Linked DNA regions of Anser cygnoides: region 1 is linked to region 2. A link is a contact called in public Hi-C data. All regions are on one chromosome and are shown on one strand. Each heading gives the region's core, a stretch centred on a gene start, on an enhancer-like site or on the middle of the called end of the contact. The rest is flanking DNA. Distances are from core to core; before and after follow the strand shown.

The links. A called contact is a pair of places that touch in the nucleus more often than the background predicts.
Region 1: a contact with region 2 is called in a Hi-C map of liver, with 2.0 times the contacts expected there. The contact joins the enhancer-like site here to the promoter of FMNL2 in region 2. A contact is called at or near these places in 3 of 7 Hi-C or Micro-C datasets (granulosa cells and liver).

Annotation. Positions count from the first base shown.
Region 1 is chr6:40,685,997-40,688,696 of Taihu_goose_T2T_genome, forward strand. FMNL2 (formin like 2) reads left to right here. Exons shown (of 27, transcript XM_066999321.1): 2 at 158-241. Among named protein-coding and RNA genes, the nearest start is that of FMNL2, 63 kb to the left of the region's middle. Within about 2 kb of position 1,360, at least 2 of the 3 cell types and tissues checked have open chromatin away from gene starts, as enhancers often do.
Region 2 is chr6:40,623,263-40,625,962 of Taihu_goose_T2T_genome, forward strand. It overlaps FMNL2 (formin like 2), which reads left to right and starts at 1,383. Exons shown (of 27, transcript XM_066999321.1): 1 at 1,383-1,706. The coding sequence starts at 1,590.

The DNA of each region.
Region 1 (2,700 bases), core at 110-2,609, 63 kb after region 2:
GTTGAGAGGGAATGTTTCTGAATAACTCTTGTCAACAGGAATTCACATAAAACAATTAGAGCAACCGCAGCCATGTTGTCTTGGTTTGCTCGAGTCTGACTCCTCCTGAGCCCGAGCCTGCTGTGGTCCCTCACGTTCGCTTTCTCTCTCCCTGCAGAATGCGATGAACTTGCCGCCCGACAAAGCCCGGCTGCTGCGGCAGTACGACAACGAGAAGAAGTGGGAGCTCATCTGCGACCAGGTAAGGGCGGCTGGGAGGGCTTTTAGCAGGCACCCTGTTAAGAGCGTGCACTGGTGTTTGGGCAGCGCGCTCCCACGGCTTAAAAGGGGAGGTCGCAGAGGGTTTGAATGGTTTCAAACACTCATTTGTTTGGCCTCGTGCTCCATTGTTGGTAACAACTCACGGAAGCCCTGTGCTGTGAACGTTGCTTAGTTTGCAAGGCAAAAGCTTGAGCAGACCAACCCTCCGTCCCCTCCTGGTGAGTGCTTGGAGTTGGGTCTGTCTTGACCTGTGTAACGCCGATGAATGGTGTTGATCCAGTGAGCGTCTGGCTTTCCACGTCACGAGCCATTGTCGCAGCTGGCGCTAGCTGTCAGCGAAACCCGAGTGGTGATGGTGAACTTCCCTTCGCCCGCACAGCACCCTCGGATTAAGCAGCACCATATGCTGAGGCATCCTTGGTGTCCGAGCTCTGCCGTGGAGTGCAGACTTGGCAGTGCTAGGCAACAATTAACAGGTTGGCTCTGCCGTGGCGAGCGAACAGAAACTGCATTATGTAGAGAAAGGGAAGCATGCAGAAGGTAGGAGGGTGTGCAGTTGTGAGCCAACAGCAAAATCGGGTTCTGCCATAAACTTCAAAAGTAATGGCTAATGAAAATAATTGATCCGGGACTGACAGAGTGGGATGTTTCCTTGGAAAGTAAACACAGAGGTACCAGGATGAGAGTTTGGCAGAAGGTACAGTCATGCTGTGAGGTCAGGAACATCATAATAAATAGATTTGTGAGACATTTCCTTTTCATCCATTACAGTGGCAGAGCCTCTGATGAAATCCAATTACCCCAAAGTAAAGCTGAGTAAAGAATTGCTTGCTTTTTTCACTAGTTTTCTGTGCAAGAAAACTTAAGCATTGAGCTATTTAGAGTTTCACTTTAGCGAGACGCCGAACAAATTGCTTAATCTGCTGTAAGTGATTTGTTTCTTCACGGCTGCTTGCTTAGAGCGTGCACATCCCGCGCGTGGACGTGCACGCGCAGCGCCGCGCTCGAGGCCGAGCGCCGCGCTCGCAGGGAGCTGGCGGCGGGCAGGCAGCAGCAGTGAGCTCACAGCCCTGGTGTGCACACTCCCACCGCAGAGCGGACCCACCCTCCGCAGCGCAGCTGCTGCTGATTCACTCCCGAGCTCTACAGCAAGACGGGAGGCTCGGGCGGGTGGAAGCGCAGCGGGGGAAGTTTGCAGGGTGCAGCGATTGCGTGGCTGACAGCTCCTTTCACAACGCGCGGTGCTCCCCGGGGTCGGAGGAGTCCGCTCCCCGTTGCTCTGAGAAGGGGACGCGGCACGCGGCAGGAGCCTCGCTGGGACTGGAAGGTCCCGAGGGGAAGGGGGGTGACGTGTGCCACGTGTGTGACGTGTGTGACGTGTGCCACGCTTCCCGGGGTGCTGCGTGTCCGTGATGGGTCGCAGCTGCCCCGACGCCCCTGGTGGGTGTTTGCCAGCCGCTCTAAACCGGAGCAGCGCGAAGCAGGTGTCTGTAAAAGCACTAATACAGCATATGGTGTGTGAAATATTTATATCTGCCCGTGTAATTAGGGTACGTCGCCGAAAACACTTCCCGGAATGGATTTTGTATGGAACATGTAGGCTTTAATGTGGAAGCCAATTTCAACTATTTTCTATTGATATCAGCCATTACACCTTTATTTTGGTTACTGAAGGACAGAGGATGTAACTCAGTATAACAGTTTGCAGGCTTATCTCTTACCTTCCTGTGCTGGCGTTCAGCTTGTCGGAAAGGGAAAAGAAGCAAAAATTGCTCTTAAGTGGCATTTTCTAAGTGGTCTGCAAAGCAGGCCCTGGGCGTTTGACTGTGAAACATTTTGAGACTATTGAAGGAGAGAATTCGGCTCAGAATAGTAACTCTTACTTTTAAAAAAGTGAGATTAAAAAACGTCGGGAGCTACTGGTCTCATGCTTAATAATAATAATAATAATAAATAATTCAAATCTGCTTTGATTAGGTTTATGCCCTTTCCGGTGAGTCACTGTAAGGGTTGCTGGGCTGGCTGTGGGGACTCATCCCGGGTGGTATTTTCTGTTCCTTTGTCTATAAAACTTAGAAGTCATTTACACTTTGTGGCGTTCCTGAAAGCTTGCTGCCCTGCCTCTCTGGCCTAGTGACCAAAGAATAAATTGGAGGAGGAGGAGGAGAACGGAACCAGTATTCCTATCGCCACTCACACGTTTGCGGTGATCCTGACAGTGTGTCATCGAGGGGTGGCAGGCAGCGAGGCGACCTCGGTCCCAGGGGGAGCTAAAAATCTAAGCAGGACAGGCAGAAGCTCGGGGAGGGTGCATGGGGAGGTGGCAGAAGCCCTCCCGGTGGTTGTGGGCTGGCAGGGAGTGGGACCTGGAGAGAAAACCCCGAGGAGCCTTGTTTGAGAGCTCCAGCCCTCGCTCTCCTACCCGGAGCATCCCTGGAG
Region 2 (2,700 bases), core at 133-2,632:
GCCAAAAATATCCCATATCCCAGCAGAAACTGATGGATCTGGCCAAACCCCTTTGCAGAGCACACCGGTACATTTACTGCTGCCTGCCAGGTAACAGCGCTAGTGAATCCTCGTGTAATTTGATTCATGAGATTCACTGACTTTCCTGAACTAGCTGGCAGCAGAAATGCAGAACTTCGCACATAATGGCTGAAAGCCTTTAATGATGTTTTCAATTTTATTCATAATTGCGAGCTGGCACAGCACCGTGCACCAAAGCGATGCATATGCAAACCCCTACTCCGCGATGCCAAAGCAAGAATGGGCCAGGAGTCAGTGAGTGTGCCCTCGTGACGGTGAGGCTCGGTGAAATTCATTCCTCTTTGGAAGGGCAATCGAATGCTAATATAAAACAGGGATTCGGATTGCCAGGTGTGCGGCAGGGAAGGAATCAGGCCTCAGATGGAGGTATCAGTGCAATGCAGCGGGGTCACCAAATGGGTCAATGCCATCTTGGCCAAGTTGCAGAGTTTTCCTCCAAACCCACGCCAGGCACCTCGCCACTTGGCTAGTGTTTGTAATGCCGCGGGGTGAACGGAGAGCAGCCCAGCTCCAAGCGTTAATGTGGTCTGGGCTTGACCGTCGTGATCTTTTTGGTCCAGAGAGAGTTTACAGGAAATGGTAAAAAAAAAAGTCAGTCAACAACATCTGGCGAGAGGGCGGCTTTGATGCACGGGGGACAAGGACGATCTGCAGGGTGACGCTGAGGCAACACTGTTGTGTTTATGGGCTTGTTCAGGCGGCATCACCTTGAACTTTGGGATTTATTTATCACCCCATCCTGCTGCCTTCACGAAACCCAAGCCCGGTCTGTGGGGCTGGAAAGCGAGGCCGCCCCGGGAGGACTCCCTGAAAATCCCTTACACAGCTCGCGTGGCTCTAAACAAACAAGGCTCGGAGCCACGAGGGCGGCATCTTCACCCCAATTCCTGTCACGGCGCCCCAAACCGTGGCTGGGTGCCCCAAAACCACGGCCGGGTGCCCCAAACCACAGCTGGGCACCCCAAACCACGGCCGGGCTCCCCAAAACACGGCTGGGCGCCTCAAACCACGGCCGGGCTCCCCAATACACGGCCGGGCTCCCCAAAACACGGCTGGGCGCCTCAAACCACGGCCGGGCTCCCCAAACCGCCGTCTCCGTGCGGGGACGGCGAGGGGCTGCCTGCGTGAGGCGACCCCCGCGGGGCAGCCCGGGCCGCCCTTGTGAGGTAAAATGGAGGCCGGGGGCGGCCGGGGCGGGCCGGGGCGGGCCGAGGGTCGCGGCGGGGCTGAGGAGGGCCGGCGGGACTACGAGTCCCAGCGCGCCCCGGGCCGGGGGCGGAGCGGGGCTTTGTGCGGACCGCGGGGCGGCATGCGGGGGAGCCGGAGCCGCAGCCGGAGCCGGAGCCGGAGCGAGCCCGCCCCGGGGGGAGGGCGAGGGCGGCGAGCCATGCCGGGCGGCGGCGCGGCGTTCCGCCGTCGGTGCTAGAGGGCGACCGCGGGGCGCCGAGCCCGCCTGGCTCGGCGGCGCCGGAGCGCGGAGGCAGCGCGGAGGGGCCGCCGCCGCCGCCATGGGCAACGCGGGGAGCGTGGACTCGCAGCAGACGGAGCTCCGGGCGCACAGCGTGCCCCTCAAGCTGCCCATGCCCGAGCCCGGCGAGCTGGAGGAGCGCTTCGCCGTCGTGCTGGTGAGCGCCGGCCCCATTGTCTGCGGGCGGCCGGCCGGGGGCGGGGAGGGGGCGGCGGGAGCGCGGCGCTGCCCCGGGCCGGGGGCGGGTGGGCTCGGCGGGGAGCGGGGGGGGGGGTTTGTGCCGGAGCCCCCCCGGGCTGGGGCCGCCTGCCCCCGGGCACCTGCGGGCTGTGCCGGGCCGGGCCGGGGCCGGGCGGCGGCGGCGGGCCGGCCGCGCGGACTTTGCCTCTGGCTTCGGCTCCTTTCTGGCCGCGTTTGAGTCCCTCCAGCTGAGGAGCACAAAGGGCTGCCCGGCCGGAGCCCTGCTGCTCCTGCAGCTTCTCCCGACGCCGCGCACCGGCCCTGGCGGGGCGGTCCCGGTGGTCCCGCAGCCACAGGAGGTGGGCGCCGCCCGGGGGCTCCGGCACCGCGCTCGCTTTTGGCGTGAAAGCCAGGAGCTGGGCAGAGGGGGGGGCATGAACCCGTGTGTGTGCCGTACCCCGAGGTCCCCTCGCGTCCCGCGAAAGCGGCCGGAGTGGCTCCCGCGACAGCCACGGGGACGGGGACGGGGACGGGCGGCCCCCGGCTCCTGCGGTGCCGCTGCTCGGGGTGGGCGCTCACTGGTATGTGCGCAGGATTTATTTCGGGTTAGACCCAATTAGATTATCGTGCCTAAGAAAAGAATAAGCCTATTCAGCTGGGAACCCCCCGCCGATGAGCCAAATGGTGAGTGAGATGTTGCGATTATTAGGTTTACGGGAAAACGCCTGATCTCGCCCCGCGCCTGTCGGGGAACCCCGCGGGCGTTGTGCTGGCGGGGGGATGCCCCCACGTACGGCCCCTGAGCCCTGCTCCGGCACATCGCACCCAGGGGGCCCGGCTTAGCCTGCCTGCACGGCCAGCAGGAGGAAAACCGGGACCTGCCGGCTGGGTCGGTGGAAGGGAGAAGCGTCAGAGCGTCGTAGATAAACGCGTAACATAAAGACGGGAGGTAGCAGGGCCGAGCCCGTGAT